6 separate regions of the Mus musculus genome follow, and regions 2, 3, 4, 5 and 6 are each linked to region 1. A link is a contact called in public Hi-C, HiChIP or PLAC-seq and promoter capture Hi-C data. All regions are on one chromosome and are shown on one strand. The core of a region is the stretch at or near the end of the contact, and the rest is flanking DNA. Distances in the headings are between cores, read along the strand shown.

The links. Hi-C and Micro-C count contacts between places; a contact is called where the count stands out from the background. HiChIP or PLAC-seq counts read pairs in DNA pulled down with a chosen protein or histone mark. Capture Hi-C pulls out chosen DNA fragments and counts their contacts.
Region 2: a contact with region 1 is called in an H3K4me3 HiChIP or PLAC-seq map of forebrain, with 9 times the contacts expected there. The contact joins the enhancer-like site here to the promoter of Aifm1 in region 1. A contact is called at or near these places in 10 of 39 promoter capture datasets (the C10 cell line, cranial neural crest, embryonic stem cells and 7 more), 1 of 15 datasets of contacts at CTCF or cohesin (embryonic stem cells), 2 of 484 Hi-C or Micro-C datasets (both in the G1E-ER4 cell line), 6 of 115 datasets of contacts at active chromatin or transcription factors (astrocytes, embryonic forebrain, embryonic stem cells and 3 more) and 1 of 9 other capture datasets (adipose tissue).
Region 3: an HNF4G HiChIP or PLAC-seq map of pancreatic cancer cells shows a contact between it and region 1. The contact joins the promoter of Apln here to the promoter of Aifm1 in region 1. A contact is called at or near these places in 4 of 39 promoter capture datasets (cranial neural crest, embryonic stem cells, pre-B cells and 1 more), 1 of 15 datasets of contacts at CTCF or cohesin (embryonic stem cells), 1 of 484 Hi-C or Micro-C datasets (the G1E-ER4 cell line), 7 of 115 datasets of contacts at active chromatin or transcription factors (the NIH/3T3 cell line, embryonic forebrain, embryonic stem cells and 4 more) and 1 of 9 other capture datasets (embryonic stem cells).
Region 4: an H3K4me3 HiChIP or PLAC-seq map of embryonic stem cells shows a contact between it and region 1, with 2.3 times the contacts expected there. The contact joins the enhancer-like site here to the promoter of Aifm1 in region 1. A contact is called at or near these places in 3 of 39 promoter capture datasets (cranial neural crest, pre-B cells and second pharyngeal arch cranial neural crest), 2 of 115 datasets of contacts at active chromatin or transcription factors (embryonic stem cells and large pre-B cells) and 1 of 9 other capture datasets (embryonic stem cells).
Region 5: a contact with region 1 is called in a promoter capture Hi-C map of liver. The contact joins the promoter of Sash3 here to the promoter of Aifm1 in region 1. A contact is called at or near these places in 7 of 39 promoter capture datasets (the 3T3-L1 cell line, the C10 cell line, cranial neural crest and 3 more), 2 of 484 Hi-C or Micro-C datasets (CD4 T cells and macrophages), 6 of 115 datasets of contacts at active chromatin or transcription factors (the SCID.adh cell line, T-cell acute lymphoblastic leukemia, effector CD8 T cells and 3 more) and 4 of 9 other capture datasets (adipose tissue, embryonic stem cells, liver and 1 more).
Region 6: a contact with region 1 is called in a Hi-C map of embryonic stem cells, with 1.9 times the contacts expected there. The contact joins the promoter of Zdhhc9 here to the promoter of Aifm1 in region 1. A contact is called at or near these places in 2 of 39 promoter capture datasets (hippocampal neurons and pre-B cells), 3 of 484 Hi-C or Micro-C datasets (cortical neurons, embryonic stem cells and pre-B cells) and 1 of 9 other capture datasets (adipose tissue).

What each region holds. Positions count from the first base shown.
Region 1 is chrX:48,511,530-48,515,455 of GRCm38.p6, reverse strand. Aifm1 (apoptosis-inducing factor, mitochondrion-associated 1) reads left to right here and starts at 1,893. Exons shown (of 16, transcript NM_012019.3): 1 at 1,893-2,220. The coding sequence starts at 2,118. It also overlaps a transcript of Rab33a not described here.
Region 2 is chrX:48,013,804-48,017,729 of GRCm38.p6, reverse strand. No RefSeq gene overlaps it. Among named protein-coding and RNA genes, the nearest start is that of Apln, 19 kb to the left of the region's middle. Within about 2 kb of position 1,704, at least 45 of the 459 cell types and tissues checked have an H3K27ac peak or open chromatin away from gene starts, as enhancers often do. A contact at or near this core is called in astrocytes, embryonic forebrain, forebrain and 1 more, where this site is marked.
Region 3 is chrX:48,033,053-48,036,978 of GRCm38.p6, reverse strand. It overlaps Apln (apelin), which reads left to right and starts at 2,126. Exons shown (of 3, transcript NM_013912.4): 1 at 2,126-2,540. The coding sequence starts at 2,474.
Region 4 is chrX:48,070,638-48,074,563 of GRCm38.p6, reverse strand. No RefSeq gene overlaps it. Among named protein-coding and RNA genes, the nearest start is that of Xpnpep2, 36 kb to the left of the region's middle. Within about 2 kb of position 1,978, at least 11 of the 459 cell types and tissues checked have an H3K27ac peak or open chromatin away from gene starts, as enhancers often do. A contact at or near this core is called in embryonic stem cells, where this site is marked.
Region 5 is chrX:48,144,167-48,148,092 of GRCm38.p6, reverse strand. It overlaps Sash3 (SAM and SH3 domain containing 3), which reads right to left and starts at 1,657. Exons shown (of 8, transcript NM_028773.4): 1 at 1,376-1,657. The coding sequence starts at 1,432.
Region 6 is chrX:48,206,730-48,210,655 of GRCm38.p6, reverse strand. Zdhhc9 (zinc finger, DHHC domain containing 9) reads left to right here and starts at 1,954. Exons shown (of 10, transcript NM_172465.4): 1 at 1,954-2,176; 2 at 3,699-3,926. The coding sequence starts at 3,822.

The DNA of each region.
Region 1 (3,926 bases), core at 644-3,143:
TTGCGATTTTAAACACTGATCTAATCTGCTGAACAGATAATGAAACTTTGGGTGTTTTCATGCAATGAATCCTGCTTCCTGGGTTAAACTTCCTAAATTATGCTTTAGTCATTCCCTTCCACCAAGATATATATAAAAAAAAGGAATTTCATCATTTTCAAATTCATTTGACAGTTCAAGTTTGGCTGCGATGCAGTTGCATTCCTTATCACTACTTCCTAATACAGCAAGTCTTCTGTTATTGTTTCCTGAAAATAGACTGAACTTTATTTCTGATTTTTTTTTAAACTTTGGATAGGGGCTGTGTGCTGCTTCAAACTGAAAAGAGGACCTTGGAATGTTTAGCAAACATCTTGCCTCTGAGCTATACTCCCAGCCTTTCAGTGTTTTGAAGCAGTCTATGTTGCTCAGGTTGGTCTCTAATTCCTAATTTAGTTCCATGCGCTGAGAAACTGTAGGTTTTCATCCTTGTTTGTTTGTTTGTTTGTTTTGGTTTGTTTTTCGAGAGGGTTTCTCTGTGTAGCCCTGGCTGTCCTGGAACTCACTTTGTAGACTAGGCTGGCCTCGAACTCAGAATTCCACCTGCCTCTGCCTCCCGAGTGCTGGGACTAAAGGTATTGTCACCATGCCCGGCTTATAGCTTTTCATCCTTAAGTCCAACTGTCTCCAGGTCAGTTGAAGCCAACTGGGTGACTTGTCCAAGTAGCAGAGGCAGGATTAAACCTAGGTCCTTATGGAGGAGAAATATGTTTATGGAGGTCAATATGTTTAAACCCTAAAAATATTACTTTTGGCCTCAATGCATTTACCCTCTGAAATACTATTCTTTCTCTTCCACTAGTGACTCTGTCCCAAACTCCTTCCTTGCAGTGGCTCTGTGATAGGTATCATCTAAATGACAATAGATCCCATTACAGTGATCACTTTCCATGTTTTTATATCCACAGAAGCCTCTATATAGTACTGTTCCATAATAAGGGACAGGGCATCTTCACCAGGAAGCCTTGGCAGGCTTGATATGAACAAGGCTGGCCTCAAATTTCCTTGCTGTCCGTCTGTCTCTGTCTCTGCCTCTGTGTCTGGGAGTTCAGGTGTTAGGCCACTACACACAGTTTCCATAAATACTTAATCTGCAATTCAAAACTCCCACAGGAGAGCAAAATATCTACTTTCTCTCAGTTCTCACTCTGTATCTCCCACAACTTTCTAAGTCCTGCTTAGAATTTCTTTCACAGAAAATTTGTCAGGCACAAACTTTTTTGTCAGCTTTCTCTTCTCAAGCACGAAAGCCATAATAGCGCGAGACTATCCACAACACTTGATACATATGACAGTGATAACGGAGATATAACACGTGAAGTACACGTCCCACTCCATCCCGCCTCCCCCCCACCTCCGAAAAAAAAAAAAGAAACCAAAAACAAACAAACGAACAAACCGGGCTGCTCAAGAAATGGCCAGTTAGTTTTAAAACATGGATGGAATTTATTCAGGATTCAGGAAGTCGGGTGTAATGACTAAGACTGGGGGAAAGACTAGAATTGGATCACAGAAAGAGATTCAGAAAGGCTTAAATGCCGGCTAGCTAGTTGCCTAAAACGCACAAAAAAAAAAAAACAAAAAACAAAAAACAAACCAGAAAGTAAAGTTCTCAGGTCAGTTTTGGTGACCGTTTTGCTAGCAGTCCCCATTACCTACACAGCGGCTGCCCCACCCGCTGCCTCCGGGCAGGAGTGTCCCTTGTCCAGGTTTCTTAAGCGGCTCAACCTACTACAGGGCCGCTAACTCTGGGAAACTTGCAAATGCGGAGGCGGGGCCCGGGGCTTTGCAGCGCGCGTGCCGCCGGACGCATGCGCCGACCTCCTCGCTGTGGGACCAATTGCAGTGCGGTGCTGAGTCTTACGCCTGCGCAGTGGGTCTCCAGCCTCAGTGCCTTTCCCCCTGGCTCTAGTGGGCCGGTTCCTCTATCCAATGTCCACTCGGGGCTGGGAGGAGGAGCCTGCGTAGTGTGCGTGTGACGGGAGGGGGAGCGGACCCGAGCCCGTGGTATTCGACCCGTTCGACGGTGCGTGGAAGGAAAAGGAAGGAGCGGGAGCTTCCGAGGAGTGATCGCCGAAATGTTCCGGTGTGGAGGCCTGGCGGGTGCTTTCAAGCAGAAACTGGTGCCCTTGGTGCGGACGGTGTACGTCCAGAGGCCGAAACAGAGGAACCGGCTTCCAGGTGACTAGCTGACCTGTCCCAGGCAACCCCTTATCCTACTTCAAAGTCCAATGGCCTAGGTGCCATGGGCTCCCCATCCCTCGCAGAGCTCCCCTGTCCTTCAAAAAAAAAGAACTTTCTTTCACAGTCTCAAGAATCTCCAAATTGGCGGGATATAAACCCAAGAGTTTCCAAGCTGAGGAATAGGCATACTTATGCCGGCCTGACCTTCAAGAGATTTGAACCCCAGAAATCAGCATGAGGCCTTCTTCTGGGAGGCTTTGCGATTTGGGGATAACAGAACGCTTGGCTATAACAGACCATATTGCCCATCCTCTGCCACCTTGCCTTTTTTAAAGCATTGAGGTCAGATGGATGTTGTCATTTAGTGGTTGGGACACAGTCACAAGTTTCTCCTGGAACTCAGATTATCTGCTTTACCTCCCAAAACTCCACGTGAGAGCTGTACATTTGATTGTCCTACGACGTGGCAATGGTGTATCACCAGTAGAAACTGTATGTCAGATATCAAGAGAATTAGCTCAGATTGCCTTGAGATGGCCAGATAGTTGAATTCCTGGTGGTGGGCTTACACGCTTCAATGAACGTTTTTCGATCCCCCTCTATTTGTTCTCTGGGAAGTTGTCTCATCAAACTTTAGAGCTGGAAGGAATTTTGTGGTCAACACCAACCCATTCATTTTATGGATAATAAATTGAGGAACAAAGAGGTGAAATTACTTGCAGAAGGTCACATAATTAGTAGGTAGAGCTAAAGCTACTCTGCTAGTCTCTAGGCCCCTGATCCTATTGCTACACGCCAATCCTACTTCCTAAAGTTTGACCTGAAACAGTTAAGAATGAATTCGCTTCTCTTTCCACTAATTAGCCCATTGTGCTTCTGATATCCATGGGTTTATCTGAGCATGGTTTGAGTCATCATCTTTTCTACCTATACAGATTTGTGGGAATGAATGCCCCCCCTCCACAATCTCCAAGGTGTATTTTTAAATCAACATTTTAAAAAATCATCATCCTAGTGTAATTACATTTATAATATCAAATGTTACCCTGGAGTCTTTTTTGAAGTTCAGATGCCTTTTCTGTAGTTTAGGAATAAGAAGTGGAAATACTTTTTGATTGTTAGGACCTTTGCAAATGTGTTTGGATAGTTTGTCCACTTCGTACATGTCAAGAAAAAATTCTTAATGGGTGTTATCTGCTGGGTATGGTGACATATGACTTTAATCCTAGGACTCTGGAGGCAGAGGCAGCAGATCTCAGAGAATTCAAGGCCATCCTAGTGTACATAGGAATCTCTAAGTCAGTCACGGCTATATAGTTGCCCATCTCAAAAAAGTCAATGTTATCCCAGTTACCTCTTGGAACTTAAGAATTTCTGTTTTAGAAAAAAAGCCACCTCTAGTTTTCCTAAAAACCCAGTGAATATAATTCTAATTTGTGTGAGTTCTGTACTTGGAAGCACTGGTGCTCTATGTAAATTGTGGAGAAATATTTAAAAATTTAGACAACCCAAAGATACTACCCTTTCTAATATTGTGCACTTATTTTGCTAAATACATAGCTTTTTACCAGAATTCTGGTGGCTAACCAAATGTTCTCATCAATTAAATATTCATTTGATTATAACATTAGATCTGTGGAAAAATACAGGACTGAAATGCCTTTTCCCCACTGCATGGCTGCGGTTGAAGGCCTCTCCTGTAG
Region 2 (3,926 bases), core at 455-2,954, 500 kb after region 1:
TCTTGATGTCATTTTGGGGGAGGGGCTGACGTTTAGTGATACCTCTCCTCTTATCACAGAATTCCCCCAAGGGACCTAGGCTTCTTTGTTACCCCATGGTCCTGATACAGTGACTGAGAACCAGATAGGGTTGAAGCGGGAAGTAAAAATGGTTCTATCCACCTTGACCTTCTTTTCAGTTGAGGACAGTGGATGATCAGGCCTTGTCTCTAGTTCTAACCCTGAGCATCCACAGCACCGAGTGTATTAATAGATGCTCACTAATGCCAAATGAATGAACGAGCTCCAAGAGTGTGAAGTGCAAGCCCACAGCCTCCTTTCTGGCTGGCCTCAATTTCCTGCAAGAGTTAGTTTTGCATCCTGCATTGAGAGCCTTAAAAGCAGCATTTCCATGGTAACAAAGCATAGACTTGCCACTTTGAAGGGCCAAATTTTTTTCTGTCACACAGAATCTGAGCTTACTCCAGAAAAAAAAAAAAAAGCCCTAAATGCCTCCAGTGTCTGAGTAGCAGGCAACTGTTAGTTGGGAGACCTGAGGAATAGGCACTGCCAAGGGCAGATCCCCCAGAGCATATCTCCTCAGGGAAGTTCTTGGGCCCATCAACAGCGCTGGAGTTTCCATGGTAACAACACTAGGCTAATGGGTTGCCAGGGTGACAGCGCGCTACTGCTAAGATTGCACGGGACTGGACCACACAGGGCCACTGAGTTGAAAAGATGCTAATAACACCTTTCTGAGTCTCTATGACAACAACACTCAAACACCCTGTCAGCTTTGTCCTGAATGCAGATTAGACCCCTACCCTTCACCCTCAGCAAAGAATGCCCTGAAAGGTGGGCCCCCTAGCCCAGTGTGCTTTGGATTGTGCCCCTGCTCTTCCTTTCCAGAGGGAAGGGAAGGGAAGGCCCAGAATTGTTTCCTTCCCTAAGGAAACGAGACTCATTTTGCTTACCTTACTGATTCTCAGACTGCCAGGTTAAAAGAGCCTGGGTCTACAAGAAGGTCTGGGACAGGAACAGGGCTTGGCCCGATAGACGTGGGAGCAAATAGAGCTTTGGCTACCTTCTGGGCCCAGTGCCTCTCACTGCGGCTGTTTTCAGGCTACTTGGGTTCATGTAGTCCAGGAGCAAAGCCAGGAATGCTGGGCCAGACTTTTCAAACTCTTTGCAAAGCCATAGCCCAGATAAATTGTATCAAAGCTCTCGGCATCACCAATTGAGTCTCACTCTTCTTCCTACCAGTGTCCTCCCACCCCAGGCACCCACAATTCTGTGGAACACAATTTGAAAAGTCTCAACTTTGGATCATTTCTAACTTGGATTCTTTGATCCCAGAGACTACTCGGGCTTCTAGGTTTTCTACCTGTTTGTGGAGTTGGTTAAAAAAAAAAAAAAAGGTGTGTGGGGGGAGGGGAGAGAAGCTTCTATTGTGTGGCCAGGCAAAAGCATTTAGGGCAGACTTTCCAGAATTGGCTTCCACACTTGTTACGTGCTAGCCAGTAGTTTAGGACATGCTTTCTGTGTTAGCCATCATGTCTTCTTCAGAACAAGCCATCAAGGCAGGCATGACTGACTCCATTTAATGAAGGACAAAGGAAGCTCAAGGCAGGGAAAAGGGAATCCCGGCGCACCAACCTGGGTGAACATCTCTTCACAAGGGGTGCTACTTATGAGTTCCAGCAGAGAATTCTGTGAGCAATGATGACCTATGACCTCTCTCTGGTGACAATGAGCTGAAACAGGTGGATCCATCCAAGTCATTAGAGACCCCTTACAGCCCCCCCCCCCAAGGCGCCTGTCATTATCCACATGCAACACATTGCCTTGTCAGGGGAAGTATTATCTCTCCACAATGTTGCACAGCTGCAAGCTGTAAAAGGCATATGATCTTGTTAGAACGTGGATAGCTATGGTGATTCCCAGTTACCATGGAAACTTAGGAAGGTGTATGGCCATCAGCTGCACCAAAGGTCTGTCCTTATTTGGTGTGGTGGGACACACCTAAAATCCGAGGACATGGAAAGCTGAGGCAGGGGGTCTACAGAGCAAGACCTTGTCTTAGCTCGAACTCAACTAAATTAGCAATGACCAAAAAAGAAAAAAAGTTTGGTAGGGTTAGGAGGATAGATCAGCAAGCAAATCATTTGCTGTGCAGGCCTTGTGACCTGCGTGCAGTTTCTGGAGCCATGTAAAAGTGGGAGGAGAGAGAGAATGCTGCCAAGTTGTCCTCTGACTCCCACATGTGCTGTGGCAACTGTGCGCTTGCATGCACGCCACAGCCACAATAATAACAAATAAAATTGCTGTAAAAGGTCTGTAATTATCCCTTCAGCAGCACAATCCCTTTCACACGTTTTGAATGTATGGACTTATGGCTCCAAGTGTGTGAACTGCTTGCCAAGGGCTCCCCCCAGCACTTCACCTGGACTCCATCCGCGCGGATCTTTCTCAGGATGCACCCCTCCCTCCACCTCAACGGTCTTTCTTTTTTTTTTCCATTAAAATTGTTTTCATTTATTTATTTTTATGTATATGAGTGTTTTATCTGCAGTTGTGTCTGTAGACCACATATGTGCCTGATGCCAAAAGAAACCAGAAGAGGGCATTTGATTCCCTGGAGCTGGAGTTACAGACAGCTGTGAGCCACTATGTGAGTGCTGAGAACTGAACCCTGTCCGCTGGAAGAGCAGCCAGTGCTCTTGATCACTGAGCCAGCTCTCCAGCCCCTTTCTGAACATTCTTCCAGCCTTGAACCCTATAGTTATTTCTGGCAAGATATTAAACACTGTATAATTCATCAACCGCAAAAAATTGTTTCTCGTAATTTTGGAAGCTGGGACTCCAAGGAGAAGGTACTGGTGGGTTAGGTGCCCAGTGAGGCCTGCTGTCTGCTTCAGGATAGCACCTTGTTGTTGTCTTCCAGAGTGGAAGGGCATTGTGTTCTCAGTTGGCAGAAGAATAGAATTGGATGCCTAACCCCGTTCTCAAGCCATCTTATAACTTTCCTAATTTCTTCTTAAGGGTTCTACCCCATGACTTACCTCATAAAGACCTTAACTGTTTTCAAAAAGATTTTATTTTATTTTTATTTATATAGAAGAATGTCTGCATATGGGTATGTGAATGCAGGTGCCTATAGAAGCCACAGGCATCATGTGCCCTGGACCTGCTGTTATAAACAGTTGTGAACCACTCAGCATGGGTATTGGGAATGAAACTTGGGTCTTATTGAGGAATAGTGAGTACTCTCAACTGCTGAGCTACTTCTCCAGCCTAAAATGCCACCTCTTAATTCCATTGAACTTAGAGGATTTATTTAGTTCACAGTTCTCCTTTGAATTCTATCTGCCACAGGGTCACTTTTCTGCTTCTCCTTGACTGCCTCTTATAGATGCATAGTTGGTGCTTAATAAGTGTCAACTGAACAGAGATGAGGACAGATTGCTATAAACAGCCTTCCTCTGTTTCTTTGTATTTCTTCTACCCTGGTTTTGTGTCTTTAAAGCTCTGCTATTTCTACAAAGGCCAAAGAGGCTCATGAAAAGTTTTCACTTAGGGCTCAAGATTGAGTAGGTCTTTCCCCTTTGACAGGAGGCCAGGGGGAAGGCACTTAAAGCACCATGGTATGTGCAGGTCGAGTGGAGAAGTGTGGGTCTCCATTGTGACACTTCCAAGTAGAGTAGCCATGAAGGGGAGTGGCCCCTTGACCAGCAGAGGCAGCAGCCCTCCTCCTACAAGCCTTCTTTCTCCAGGGTGGGGACAGTAAAGCCAGATGGCCTGGATTCCAGTCCCAGTTCTGCCACTTAGCATCTGTGCTAAGGTATGGAGCTGAGCAGTTCCTTCTCATGAAGCTCCCATATGCTAATTCTCGGGAGATGATGCTTGGAACCAAGAAAGCACTCAACAAAAACAGAAGGGCTAGAAGG
Region 3 (3,926 bases), core at 877-3,376, 480 kb after region 1:
GGCTGTGTCCCCTGCCTCACATGGATGCTAACTCTTGTCAATGGGCCATGTTCTATGCTGCTTAGTACCGTAGCCACCAGCAATGCATATATGGCTCAAGCAAGTGAAATATGGCCAGTATGACCAAGGGACTGAAATTTTAACTTTGTTTAGAATGTGGTTATTATCTATCATATTAGAAAGCAGTATTCTAGCCACTCAGCGAAAGTCATGCACATCCCAGTAAACATGCAATAAAATATGAAAGTTTCTATTAAGTTTTGAGAGGCACTTATTTACATGTGCACAGGCTTGCTCCGTCAGGAACGGGAGCTATGTGTTTCCTAATAGTGACTCTGTGAGGGCTTCTCACTTTGTACAGTGCCTTCAGACACATGATCTCATTTGTCCCTATAGCACCATGGAGTGGGAAGAGCAGAGATTATCCTTGCCTAAGATCCAGTAAGTGTAGGTAAGGGCAGTGATGGCCTACAGCAGCTACATCTAGAAGACAATGTTTCTCGTTCTCACTGAACTGTTCTTTCCTGTAGGAGAGGGGAAAAAAGAGTGACATTCTACCCATGCTGGCTGTTCATATTCAGGGTCCCTCAGGTGAAGAGAGATTCTTCCTGGTTCCTCTTCTATTCAATATGGCCAGTTGGACCGCAGACGACCATCAAGAACCCCACCTTATTCCCATCTGACTCCCTTGACTTATTTGAATAGTTACTCTTATATTCAGAATCATATATTCTGAAGCCCGTTAGCTCTGAGGCTGTGTTCTGGGCCTGGAGCTGCATATATATATATATAAAAGGTCACTTTCTTGTGGACAGTTTTGGCAGAGAGACTGATAAATGTATGTATTGGAACGTTGTAACATTTCAAAGATATTTCATACTAATATAGCATACCATTTCACATCTTCTGCGGTACAGAGAAACCCTGTCCAATGTACCTTTTGTGTACATTTGGATGTACACATGGAGCAAACTGCCTGGCTTGCTGCAAGGTGGGAACACCTTTTGATTTAGTCTTTTAATATGTGTTGAGTGCCACCTATGTGCAGAGAATGATATTGGGGACTTTGGAGAGACCTGGAAGATTGGGACCGTTAGGGTCCTGTCTTAAAGAGTTCCCAATCTGGTGCATTTCTTTGGGGGAATCCCAGGCTGTAAAAGGAGCTAAGCATCTAGAGTAGAAAGGCAAATGACTCCAGGCCCTCTTATAATAGGGAATCCCAGTTGAGTGTAAAAGAAATCCAGCTGAGTTTGGAAGGAGCTGGGAGGATCCTCCCTACAACGAGACAAAACTAAGTTGGGGTCAGCTCCAAGCAGCAAGAAGGGGAACATGGTAGAACCTGCAGAATGCCTCCCCACAGTAAAGAGGAACCAGGGGGTAGCATCTCAGGTTGGGCAGGGACAGAACGGTGGCCTTTAGATTGGGTGGGATATTGAGGTTTTGCTGTATGCATAAAGAGCTTGGTCACCGAGCCCACCAGTCCAGGTAGAAGGTACTCGCTAGGGGACAGCAGGAGATATGAATGGTGGTTACCTAAGTTTTATGCACAACCTAGGCAATCACCCCCAATTCTAATTCAGTTGAAGATGCAGAGGAAAAAGGCGGAGTAGGGGAGGTCTTGAGCAAACCCATACTTGCGAATGCAGTGTCAAGGAAAGAAAAAAAAACATAGTTAGATTCGGAAATGGAGGGAGGGTGTTGTGGGCAGCCCAAATAGGGTCCTTCTGCAAACGCCCAGGTATCCTGACAGCTGTTAAGGAAACCCAGGTGAGAAAGGGTTAAGAGTGCCCCTCACTGTTTCAAATGGTTTACGTGTTTGAAATCCTTCAGGTCTCTACAAACCCTCTGGACCCCGGCCAGGCAGGCATTGTCCGGGGAGCAGTTGTGGGTTGTCCGAGCAGCCGCTCGGCCTTTGTTGTGGGGCCACCTCTGGGTTCTCTCTCGCGCCCTGGATAGGGCTGCAGCATGCTTCCCGGGAGGGGGGCGGTGCGGGAGGCTCACTCCCTCTCCCTCTTCCTGCCTCTCTTCCCCCCCCCCCCAACCCCCCCGCCTCCTAATGACCACATGACCAAGTGGGCTCGCGGCCAAACCACAAGCTACAAAATGCAGACCCCGAAGTGAGCAGGGAAGCATTCTCTCTAACAGCCTGGACCAACGGGTAGTTGGGAGTCGCGGGCAGAGCAGCGTCAGCCACTTAGAGAGTTTTTGCCGCCGACCCGAAGCCACCAAGGCCAGCTTCGCGGCGCTGCCCCGCGGCGGCAGAGAAGGCTGCACCAAGAGCAGAGGCAGCGAGCAGGAGTGGGGCAGGCAGCCAGCGGTGCGGCTGGGGCGCTCACCCTCCCGCGGTCCGGGAGCCACGCGAGCTCCGTGCCCGCACGCGCCAGCCCCGGCTCGCGCCTTTCTTTGCGTCCGGGTGCCCTGCCTCTCCGCCCACTCGCCGGCTCCTCTGGGCTGCCGCGGACCGAGTTGCAGCATGAATCTGAGGCTCTGCGTGCAGGCGCTGCTGCTGCTCTGGCTCTCCTTGACTGCAGTTTGTGGAGGTGAGTGCGTGCCCTCCTGCTCGCTTGGGGCTCTCCCGAGGTGCAGCCTGCGCGGTCCTCTCTTTCCGCCCCACGCGCGCTCTTCCCGCCTCCAGGGAAACATGGTGCGAGCCTTGCAGGAGCAGCCACGCGCCAGCCACACCGGGAGGCCTATTGACAGGGCATCTGGGGCCACGGGGCGACATGCCATGTAGGCTTTGCTTCCTAGGACAGCGCGCGCGGGAGGGGGGGGTGTTTCATGATTACCTTGCATATCACCACTTAGCCCCCAGCCCCATGCCCCTCGTAGTTTAAAGTACTTAGGACCACAAACTTACACCTTATGTCCTGCACCCTGCACCCCAAGTGGGGGTGGGGGGAGAGGATGGCGGTATGTCCAGCTCACCTCGTGAATCAGTGGAGGTGGCTGACCTGAGCTGAGTGGGGTCAGGACTCCATGTTGAAGGTCTCTGGGTCTTAGAGTTTAGGGGCCGCTGGCCAGTCCAGGGGCTCAAGCTACTGGAGATGATGTGCCAACATGTAGACGTGACACTTGTTGCATAGTCAGGAGCACGCTGCGGGAGCGGGGGCGGGGGCGACCGCAGTGGCTAGTGGATCCCAGCTGTTGCTCCTTTAGCCTATGTGTAAGCAGAGGCAGCGTCCTTAAGGCAGATCTGGACTGGACAGAGCCAGGCTTATCTTCTGTACTCCAAGGTCCTGGATGATTTTGTTCTCTGCTCCATTGTGGGACACCTGGCCCCACAGCGTTCATCTCTCCGGAGACTTGCTTCTTCTTTATTCTGGCTTCCCCTTCCACTCTTGTCTCAGGTATAACTTCGGTCCCCAGTCTCCCGGTACCAAAACCCAGGAAACACAGGAACTTGATCTGATAACCTCGGTGCAGCTCTGGGAAACGGAATCCCTTCACCTCTACCTGTATTAACCCCCTACCTGGAAATTCTCCACACCAATAGATAATCCCTTGTCTACTTCAGTCCCCGGGTCCTCAGTGTCCCAACAGCCCCTGCCCGGTCTGCCTGTCCTCTGTGGGTCAGAGCCTCCTGGGGCTGCCAGCTCCCACCTTCAGCTGCCCCAGTCCTGTGATCTGGCTGTCACAGTAGCCTGCCTGGCACAGCAGAAAGGGAAGGCCAAGACCAGGTGGACAGTTACTAGTGCCAGGGCTGGAGTCACAGGGAGGTGAGAGTGGAGAGAGGGAGTGAACAGGACAGCGAGTTTCCTAGAGGAAGGGCCCAGGAACTTTCTTAGTTTGAACACCCCCTCTCCCCAACCCAAGAACAGGAGGATGGCACACTGCCCAGAAGCCTCTGGGGTTCTGGCCAACTCTGCCTGCCTCTGTGTAGCCACCTCCTTTCTGCTCTTTTGTTCTTTGGCATTGCCCCGAACTCA
Region 4 (3,926 bases), core at 729-3,228, 440 kb after region 1:
GATCTCATTCTCTAGCTCACGGGTTGTTTTACTGTGCTCTGCTGGTCTCTCCAAGAGTACTGGCAGCTTCTTTGAGGCAGCCATTTGCAATTCTGCATTCTCTGCTCAGGGGTTAAAAGCACTGACTGCTCTTCCGAAGGTCCTGAGTTCAAATCCCAGCAACCACATGGTGGCTCACAACCATCTGTAATGAGATCTACAACCATCTGTAATGAAATCTGACACCCTCTTCTGGTGTGTCTGAAGATAGCTACAGTGTACTTACATATAATAATAAATAAATCTTAACAAAAGAAAATCCTCACCAAACTGCTCTATGCTAATTATTAAGGGCTAGCTGCCTTGAACTTGGAAGTGCCAGCTCTCTCTGTATATATTGACACCAAATGGCAAAGAATGGACACCACCCCTTCTCTCAGGGAGCTTTCTGATTGGAAATGGAACATGAACAGCTCTCTATTACAGCAGAAGAATAGATCTCTCTTATTTTGAGAATAACTTGTTTTTCCCGAAATGTGTGTAAGAGTCCTACATTTGATGTGCTTGGGAAAATCACTCCTTGAAGAAATCTTATGGTGACATTTTTAAACTAATGATATCAAATCACTGAATTACTCGATTTCATCCGTCAATTCATCTTTTGCTTTATAGAGCTGAGATTTATTCACAAACCAATTACCCAAGGGAAAAAAATCCATTCATATCAAATGTACCTGTCCAGCCTAGCAAATACCGACAGTGAGTAAAATCCATATGAACTTGAGGGAATACCTGGTTCCTGCTTGCAGTCAATTGTTTTGTAAAGGGAAGAAACAGTGTCTGATGGCCCTACTGTGTTTTAATAGGGCAAGAAGCTGTGTGTAAACAAGACTGATAAAGCAGAAAAGGGATTTATTGAAGTGTGGTCATAAGAAGAAACAAGGGGACTACCAGTCTTTCTCTGGTGTTCTGGCCAGAGGTCTAGGTCTGTAGAGGGGTAGGAATTGGGTCGGGGAGCCAGAAGTATGGGTGGTAAACAGTCTTGGACAAACTGGTCTCCCTTCATCCTTATCTCAGCTATGGTTCTGGGGAGTACCATTGAGAGGGAGCTCCGGGAGGTTTCCCAACTACCTGAGGGGGCAATTCTAGATGACTAACTACCCTTAGGGCTAAGCTTTCCCGGAGTTTGAGATAAGCCGGGGAGGAGAAGTAACTCGAATGCACATGGTTGAGGAGTGAAAGCGAATCAGTTTTGACAACTACGGTGACATCAGGGTCCCTTTAATTTGCCAACAGTAAAGGATCCTCTATTGCAGTTCTTGTGAATTGTGTTATCTCTTCTGCCACTTCCTGAGTGACCTTGGGTAAATGAGTTGGCTTTTCTGGCCCTCTGGTTTCCCTGGCTATAAAATGGAAAGAGTCTCCTGACCCTTATCTTAAAGGATTGTTATGTCAATAAAAAGCCACTTTCCGTGTCAAAGAGTGAAGACAGATTGAGGTTGATGAAGGTAGGCACTGGGAGGCATTGAAGTTGCTACTTCCTATGGTGACCTAGAAGCACACATTACATTACACTAAGAGTAATTCTCTTCCTCGGGCCCTCATTCCATCCTAGTCCAGGCTGCCAGCAACTGCAGGAGCCTACTTCCAGCATGTGACTGCCTTCCTCCTTTGCTTTCCCACCCCTAACCCCTGTAGCCCCTGAGGGTAACCTTTAATTGATCCTGGATAGGAACCAGTGAACAATACTCTAGTAGGATGAGTCTTAGGCATGTGCTCAATTTCTTGGTGGGCTCCCAAGTGGGATGCTGCATGCCCTGGCAGCAACCTAAGCATTTATACGCTCTCTCTTTTTAAAAGATAGGTTTGTACGTTGCTCAGGCAGGCTTGAACTTGCTATATAGCCCAGGATAACCTTGAATTCCTGATCCTCCTGCCTCCGCTTTCAGGGACTGCTGGGATTACATGCTTGAACCACCACATGCTGTGCAGGAGATTAAATCCAGCACCATCCAACGTCCATTAGATCCAGGGTAAGCAATCCAGCAACTGAACTACATCCTCAGTCCTGCCCAAACAATCTCTTCACTGATTGTTCTCCTTCTTCACATTCATTCATTCCTCGTGCTTTTAGATGATACACCAGGCAGGAAACTACCCAAACTCAAGTGTCTGTGCACAAGTCTGCTTTTCTGAGGGAAGGGGAAAGGAAGGAATCTCCAAATAAAAACACTTTATTTCTTCTACAGTTCTCACAAGATCCAGGTGTGGGGAAACAAGAGCCTGGGAAAAGCTTGTTACAAAAGAAATGTAATAACCCTGTTGGACATCTGCTTTCAAAGCTCTTTTCTTGCCGAACCTCCTTGTTATTCAAAGCAGGAGGAGCAGCAGGGCCATCACCTGGGAGCTGGTGAGAAATTCAGAGCCACCCCAGCAGGCTGGATCCGAATCTGCATGTGTAGGAGCTCAGCAGGTGCTCTGTGTTGGAACTCTGCAGGGGCTCTGTGCGCACACTGCTGTTGGGCTGCTTGCTCTGCCTTACCTTGCTATCTTCCTGGCCCCCACAGGATCCCTGAAGACCATATCACTGTTTGTAGTGTGTTGAATAGTGTTTCTTTGAATTCATGCCACCCAGAATTTAGGATGTGGCCTGTTGGCTGATGTCACAGTAAGAATGGGCTCTCATCCAATGACCGCCATTCTCATAAGAGGGACTTATGCGTTGCGGGTGGGGAGGTGAGAGTGAGGATGTCTCGGGATGTGGGTCAGCAGTAGAGTGCTTCTCTAGCATGTGCCCAAGGTCATGGGCTCCATCTGAGAGAAAGAGAGAGAGAGAGAGAGACACAGAGGGGAGACAGAGAGACAGAGCCATACACACACACACACACACACACACACACACACACACACAGAGAGAGAGAGAGAGAGAGAGAGAGAGAGAGAGAGAGCGAGAGAGAGAGCCAGAGTGAGCCAGAGTGAGCCAGATGGAGAGAAACAGAGAGAGACAGAGAGTCACTGTGACGGGGACTAGACTTTGGCTACCTGGAAGGAGTAAGAAAAGATATTCACTTGAGCTTTTTCAGGGAATATGGCCTGACTGATACCTTGGTTTTGGACTTTTAGCCTCCAGAACGGAGAGAATTTCTTTTTTCTCTTCTGCTTTGACTTCATCATTCTCTTTCTCTCGGTAGGTTCAAACCCAGGGCCTTCACCTTCTAAGCAACTGCTGTGTCACTGAGCTGTATTTTCTATCCTTAGGGTGGATATCTATCTATCTATATCTATATCTATATCTATCTATATCTATATCTATATATGTGTGTGTGTGTATACATATATACACATATATATGTATATATAGTTTGTTTGCTTATTTATTTATTTATTTATTCATAATCTTGTTCTGAAGCCTGCCCGGGTGGCCTTAAACTCTCCATCCTTCTCTTTCCACCCTCCCAATGGTGGAATTGCAGGCGTGCATCACCATGCCTAACTTACTTGTGTGTTTGAAGCCACTTAAACAGTGGCACTTTGTTGTGGCAGCCCTAGGAAACTAGTCAATGATTATTCCCAATTTCACACTCAAGTATGTGGCAGCCAGGATTTAGCATAGGCACAATTAGGATTGAATCATCACCCCACAATGGATGCGGAGCCTCAGGGGGTCTTCAGCAGCATTTTCTCAGTTCTAACCTGGTCCACATTGTTATCGAGGATTTGGAGGCAGGCGTTGGGGCATAGAGCATGTAGATGGCATGGGGTTAGAGGTAGATGCTGTTTAACCTCCTGGGTGAGGTATAGGGACCCTGGAAGATTTGGGCAGGCTAAAACAGTGGCCTAAGACAATGATGGAACCCCACAGGGGTGAGAATAAAGATCCACAAGGGTTGCAGAAAGCAACCACACAGAAATGTGATGAGAGTGTCCTTGGTGGATGTTTGGTGGAA
Region 5 (3,926 bases), core at 408-2,907, 370 kb after region 1:
GTCTCTGTTTTTCTCATGAGCTTGAGAGCAAGGGGAAGTGGCTTTGCTCTTGAGGAGTGGCAGCCAATGACAAGCCTTTGGGGCCTAGTTTTGGCGGGGGTGGGGGGGTGGGGTGACAAGGCCCTGTGTGAATATTCACAAATCTTACCCTTCTCCACCTACCCGCCACTGCGATCTTACAGAAGCAGCTGAAGTGGAGAGAGTACAGCCGAAAGCGGCAGCCACCCAGATCCTGAGAGGTGGGACAGGATGCACACCCCAATGCTCTCAGCCTGTCTCTTAGTTGTCGCCCACTGCCTGGGAACTGTTCTGACAAGGGGGCATCCCCCCACAGTGCACCTGAGTTGAATTCCATGGAAAAATGGATAGGGCACAGTGAGAGTCCTGGAGGCCCCTGATTAAGGCTTGGGTGCTTGGATCTAGTCAGGCCTGCTTTGGACCATTCCTGTGGTCCACTTAGACATGCAGACTGGACAGGCTGATTGCCTGGGAGAGTCCTGACATAAAATGAACTCTATACATACAGCCAGGGAAACCTGGATATCAGAGTCTTCAAGAATCATTCAGTCTAGCTCCTGTCTCAGGAAGATGAACACTTCAGCCATTTTTGACAGCTACCTTCCTTCCTGGACTTTGAAATCCCCTTCCCTCCCCCAACGAACTTTTCCCCCTTAGCTCTCACACCTACTCACCATGCAAGTCATCAGCTCCATTTCTCATTCTTCATAAGTTCACTTGCCCAGAAAGAACCTGTTCAACCCCCCCCACACACACACACACACCACCACCACCACCTGAACTTTACGGCATTTGGGTGGGCTCTTTTCCTGAGTCTGAAATTTACTTACTGCTTCATCTCCAGTGGCCTGGGGGAGATGTTGTAGATCTGAGCCTAGTGGGAAATGGCTATGGCTCCTGCCAAAGAGTTAGGGAGTCTGTGACCACCTTGGCTGGGTAGGCTAGTAGGGCCCTTTGAATGAGGTAGTCCCCAGAGGACACACTCGAGCAAAAGCAACACAGAACCCGAGCTAGAGAGACAAAATTAATTACGCTCTTTGGATTCAATTTGAACACGACATTTTGTAACTCTCCAACTGATGTCTGTGGATTTAACTCTTATGTTCTTCAGTCTATCACTCTAGACTTCCAAAGGCCCAACTCATAGCTCTGTATTCCAGAGTTTAGAAAGTACCTTCAGTACTTTTACTACTCAAGTGAGCGTTGAGCCCCATCCCCTTGCTTTCTGGAAGAACCCTCACGTCCAAGCTCAACATAGAGCCTTGGTTCAACTTCCACCTTCTAAGAGTCCATGAAGGCCTTGGTAGAGAGTGTAGAGGAGAGAAGGAAGGAGTGTACGCTCAAAGATGCGCCTTACCTTTTTCTTCTGAGTGGGCTCTTTGTCACTGGCGTTGGAGGGTTTGCGACGCAACATGGTCCTCTACAGAAATGGCACTCCTGCTCTGTTCTCCAAGGAGCTAAGATGCAAAAATCTCTTGTTAAAGCCTCCCCAGCACCAGCCAGTTGGCACAGCATAGACTGAGCCTGGGGCTGCTACTCTTTACTGCTGCAGTGGCAGCTTGGGGGTGCGGGCCATGGACACCCAGCAGCAGCAGCATACAGGAAACCTTGCCACGTGACCTGCTCTTACAGCAATCATGGCCCCTGCCGGCCTCTAGGGAGGAAGGAAGTCCCAGCTTCAGTCTCCAGAGATTCTGATGCAGACAGACCTTGAGTTGAACAGTCAGAGAAAAGCCCCAATCCTGTTGTCTCCGGTCATCCACTACAGTCCTTTCATGTTCTGGCTTATTTGGGCTTTACACTCACTGACTAAACCTCTGAAATCAGAAGGTGAACAATCTCCCTGCCTGTTGAGTAAATGCCCCCAGTCTATTTGCATCTTCCAAGTCATTACTGCGATCACGATTACCATTACTGTCACTCCTGTGGCCATCATCTTGATGGTTATCACTACTGCTACCATTACCAGATAGCCATTACTACAACCGTGACTACCACCACTCCCCACGCCCCAGCCATCATCCCTCCTACCATCCCTACTGCCGTCAGTATACCTTAGCTATGATTGGTAAAGCTCTCATCTCTTCAGAGATTTCTACTGCTTCATCATCCTTAGAGTGGTCACCTTTACAGATGCTATAGTCATTTCCATGATGCTCTCATCCCTACAACCTTCAATAGCCCTGTATCCACTGTTTCTAAAGCTATCAATCCAGCAACTATCCACATTTCCATCAGCACACATATGGTTTTCAGTCTAGATGAGGTGTGCCTACACACAACAACCCCTCAGGTCATACAAGAACAACTGAGAAATGTTTGAAGGCAATGCCACGTCAACAGCAGGTGCCCCATTCAAAAGGCATTCATCAACTGCCTGGGCATTGCGCCCATCTTGTGGGTTACATTCAGCACATGATGGTGATGATGATGATAATGATGACAATGGCAATGTTGATTTGCAGTGCTTAGGGGTCTCACCTATGGCTTACCCATGCCAGGTAAGTTTACTACCATTGAGCAATTGCGGTAGATGTTTAAGTACTTTCAATGATTCCTGTTCACTACAAAGCAACTGGTATGTATCATTTACACTTTATCAAATACAGATGACAATAAAATGAAATTTCAAAAAAGTCTCCATAATTGGATTTCACACTGTTTAGGTAAATATCCTTTACTGTTTTCAGCACCTAGCACCTCTCTCTAGACAGAAATTTACTTCTTACAAAGAATCACACCCGTACAGGACGAAAAACATTGGTTTGGGGAGATTTGGAAAAATTGGAGGGACAGATAACTAAGGACATATAGAACATTTTGGAGGTGATGAATAAGTTTGTTTATTGTGATTGTGGTAATAGTTTTAGGAATGTCTACATCAGGAAAACTATCTTGAATTTTTAATGAAAATAAACTCCCCATTTCTCCTGCTCAAGGCCTTACTGTGTGTCCCAGGCTGGCTTGGAACTTATGATGAGTGCTGGGATTATAGATGTGGACCACCATGACTGGCCGAACTAGTCTGGAACGGTTATTTTTCATGTGGACATGCGTGTGTATGTGTGCACACTCAGGATGCGTTCTCAGCTGTGCGTTCACATCTGGGGGTAGCAGTCGATGCTCTATTACTCTCTACCTTAGTTTTGGGGAAAGGGGCCCTCGCCACATCTGGAGCTGATGGTTTTCAGCTAGACTGGCTGGCTAGTGACCTTCTGGGATCCATAGGTCTCTGCTTTCCCCATTCAGGGCTGGAGTTATAGATATCTGTCTATCACCCAGCTTTTATGTAGGTTCCAGGGATACAAACTCAAGTATTCGTGCTTTTACAACACGCTCTTTCCTCAACGAATCATCTTCTTAGCCTGAATGATACGATTTTTTTTTTACATGGCTGATTAGCATTCAGTTGTCTGAACCCACAATAATTATCTTGCCTTGGTTGATTTTTTAAAAAATGTACAAGTACTTATTGAATGTCCTTAAGGTAAATACTCAGTCACATGTATAAGTTTATGATTAGGCTAAGTGTCTAGAAAGTTTGGAATTGCTGGGGTAAGGGATGCTCACCGCCCCCCCCCCTTGATTCAAAGATAGTTTTATTCTTACACTAAGAGAATTCTTCAAAGAATGTAGAAGAGAACTATTAAGAATTGAACCCTCAAAGCGACGTGAAACTGAATATTTATTTTCAGTGAGGAGTATATCTTACCTGGTCCATGCCCTGCCTACAACTTTCATTTCCTAACCTCATACATCACTATAAAGAAATCAAACGATTCACCTTTGCAAGGCTTTCGTTTCTGTGACACTTGTGAAATCCTGAGCAAGCCTGTCCTGGCTCCCAAGATGTTCTCGTGACTTCCTCCCTGGGCCCTAAGGCCTTCAGTTCATCTGCCTTTGAGCTA
Region 6 (3,926 bases), core at 705-3,204, 300 kb after region 1:
GCTTCACCTGCATCTGAGCGGTGATCAAAGCATGTTTTGCTTTGGTCACTTCATTTTGATTGCTCTACACTCACAAGAATGGCAGCCAGGCTGAGCATGCGATTCCTAAGGGCATCTCATGTGCACAGGCTTTGGAATTCAGAGAGCTGATAGGGCCATGAGAAATTCCTGTCCTTTCCATGCCAAGTGTGTACTAATACTGGTAGCCTCCAGGAATTGGAGGCAATAATGCTGGTCATAGGCTTCATAAGAAATAACCCGATGATTATAGTCAGCATGAGCACTCAGGAACAATGGGAGCTTTATGAAGACACACTTTCAACTACAAATTAGTTATAACACATTTCTCTTGTAAGACAATTGGGTCACGGTTTTTAATTCCTTTAAATTTTTTGGTGGAAAGATATCATAAATGTTTTAAGAATAATCATTATAAAGAATTTTGTTTTAATATTATATGGGAGCAAAATACTATAAAAGAATAATAATTCTTTTTTTTTTTTAAAGATTTATTTATTTATTATATGTAAGTACACTGTAGCTGTCTTCAGACACTCCAGAAGAGGGCGTCAGATCTCATTACGGATGGTTGTGAGCCACCATGTGGTTGCTGGGATTTGAACTTTGGACCTTCGGAAGAACAATCGGGTGCTCTTACCCACTGAGCCATCTCACCAGCCCAAGAATAATAATTCTTGACCATGTATGTGGTCTCTCATTAAAACTACCACAAAGCTGCCTTTGGGAGAGCATTGGCAGTCACTTCTGAACTAATTCCAACTATTATTGGAAACCCTAGGAAAACTTTGGTCAAGCTCTAGGAAACCTGGGTTGATAACATAGTGTGGTAGGTAAGGAGAGGTCACTTTTAAACATCCCTCATATTATTTGGAAGGTAAGAACCAGTCATACTGGTGGAAACAGATCTGGTGCCTTGTAACATCCACCCTATAATATAATATAATATAATATAATATAATATAATATAATAGTGTGATTCTCAACTGTTTTCCCCACTCCAGTCTCAATTTTCTAAATGGTGTTACTAGCCGTTGATAGCAGAGGCTCAGTAACAGTAACTAACTGCCAGGAGGCACCAGAAGGAAAGAATCAATCTGGTTGATGTATGAAAATTCTGCCTTGGATGCCCCTCCCTTTGTTATCATAATATCTCCAGTTCTTTTGTTTTGTGCATTTGAACCAGGATCTTTCTATGTAGCCCTGGCTGGCATGGAACTCAAATGTCAGACCAGGGTGGCTTCAAATCTTCTTGCCTTAGCTTCACCACACCCAACAAGATCTCAAATTCTAATAGAAAATAGAAATTAACTACCTTTTGGCAATCTTTGCATCATTATCTACCTGGAAATATTTATGTTGTCTCAGTGGAGTTCCTCCAACTTCCTTAATGTCAATGACTTGTTTTCAATATCACAAAATGACATTCTCAGATATGGTTATCTCTTTTCATATTCTTTTTCTGTTCTGAAAGCCCTCGAGATTGCGTGGGAGTCCGAGGCTTCTGAATGGGACTTAGGCGGCAGAGAATGTAACGTTAAGATGCCCACGAACAGACCTTGGTCAATTTAAAGGCAAACGGCAGTGGAGAGGCCCAGGGTAAGACGGAATTCAGGGTTAGAGTCCGGATTTGTGAGCTAGTGTTGCTTCAGTGTGTTTGTGGGGAGGCTGCTCTTGGCTCCTCCCTTGTCCGGTCCACACCACCTTACGCCTCCGCTTTTGCGTAACTATATTAATAGACGAGAACACTTCGCGTCCTGGTGCTCAGACCCCAGAGAGAAGCTGGCTGGAGCTTGGCAGGTGGGCTTGTAGCAAGGAGATGGGTGGGGGGAGTGGGCGGAGGGATTCTGGAGTGACGTTCGAAGTAGCCAATGGTAGTACGCGTTGGGGGCGGGATGGAGACATTGTGATCGTTTAGCCAATGGAGGACGAGCAACTACTGGAGCGACCTGGTGACGTGAGGAGCGTTCCATTCCGCCAGCGGTGGGCGGTTGCCACAGCTGGTTTAGGGCCCCGACTATTGGGGCCCCTTGTCAGGAGGAGGCACCCTCCCTGTCAGGGAGAAGTCGCTACCACCTCTGGCTGCTGACGAGATCCCCCGGGACAGTGTGCACTTTCTGCCCCCAGTTGCCGGCCGAGTTCAGTGTCCCTTGTTCAGGTAACAAGGGGTGGGGGTGGGGGTCTCCGGGGCTCGGCTCTCTGGAGGGCTGCATCCCCCTTCAGCTCCGCCGGGACCCAGGGACGTTGGCACCGCCCTGCTCAGCTCGCCAGCCACGGAGCCCCTGGCCGGGGGTGACTACACGTGGCGGGGCGTGTGTGAGTGTGTACGAGCGTGTGGACGCGTGTGCGTGTGGATGTGGCGCGCGTCCCAGCCAGCCTGGGGCGGTGGTCGGCTGCGTGGCGGAGGCAGGGCGGGCCTCCTGAGGACGAGCCCGCTGCACAGCCCTGGCTTCTGGCGCTAAGCTGCTGAACCAGGTCGCTGCTTTCTGACGGATTTTAATTTTCCTTCTCCCAGGTTGGGTCCCCCTTCCTAGTCTGTGTTCTTCTGCTGGGTCAGTTTATGGAGGCGGGGGGAGGGGGGAGATTGTTTTCCAGGTTAGTTTTACACAAAGGAAGTGATCTTTGCACCTCTGGGGCCCCCTCCCCTTTCCCAAGCCTTACACCTTTCCATCTTGTTGCTAGGCTCTTAGTCCCCTTTTGGACCTTTGCCCTCTCTAGCTCGGGAATGCTCTCTGGCTGGTTGTTTCTTGCTCATCGGGCTGCAGGCTTCCGCCTCATTCTTGCCAGCATGGGGCATGTGGTGCCAGTAAGTAGAGGACACAGCCCAGCACCTGAGAGAAGAGGAGGATGACAGTGGCTGGGAAAGGCGAGGCCCGGAAATCCAGGATGCTGAATGGAGCTATGATACTGGTGAAATGTCCTAGAAAGCCCCCAAGGGACTTTTCTTAGCTGCTGCCACCGCCCTCAGCCACCCCCAACCCCAGCATCAGTTGCCAACCATCCCAGGATCTCTCCTGTTTAAGGAAGCCTTTTTATCTACAATATGATGTGGGCTCACAAATGTTAAACTAGACCAGCCAGAAGATTTCATTTCGGACTCCAGAAGTTACAGAAGGTTTGATTAGGGGAAATCTGTTTTGTGGAAATACAATGTGTGTATGCTTCCAGAATGCCCTGAACAGCTTACCCCAGCCAGAGGGTTACTTGTTCCTTCCTGTGAGTAATATTTGAATATTGAAGAAAGAAGGAGAGGTAGAGGAGGTATGGGAAGGGCTACTTAGGGACAAAGGACAACAACAACAACAACAAACATTATTTTTATAGATATCTTTCTTTAGGTGACTAAAGAACATGGTGGTACAGTAGAAAGTACAAAGGGTGGCTACTTCCAGAATTCCTACTTATTTCCAAGACTCATATCATCATAGCTCATCAAAATCACCAGCATGGGTTTAGAAACAGGATTGATTAAGAAATATCAGTCCCCTCCCCCTCTGGAGAACTGGTTTGTTTGTTTGTTTGTTTGTTTTCCTCCTTAGAGACCAAACAGAGATCAGAAATAAAATTTTCAAACTTTCCTGCTCTTTCAAGCAGTGCTCATCTTTCTGTCTTTGGGAAATGAGGGTTCAGTTGTATTTTGTCACTCTTGTCTCAACACCTTACCCCTTTCTTTTTCTTAGGGCTCTTGATAATGTTTGACCCAGTGGCAACACTAGTAGACGACCTGATTTTAAAGCTGACCTCAGCCTCTGCATCTTCTCTCGAGTAGTCCCAAAGCCCATCTTGGACCAGGAACTGTAATCATGTCTGTGATGGTGGTAAGAAAGAAGGTGACACGGAAATGGGAGAAACTCCCAGGCAGGAACACCTTCTGCTGTGATGGCCGCGTCATGATGGCCCGGCAAAAG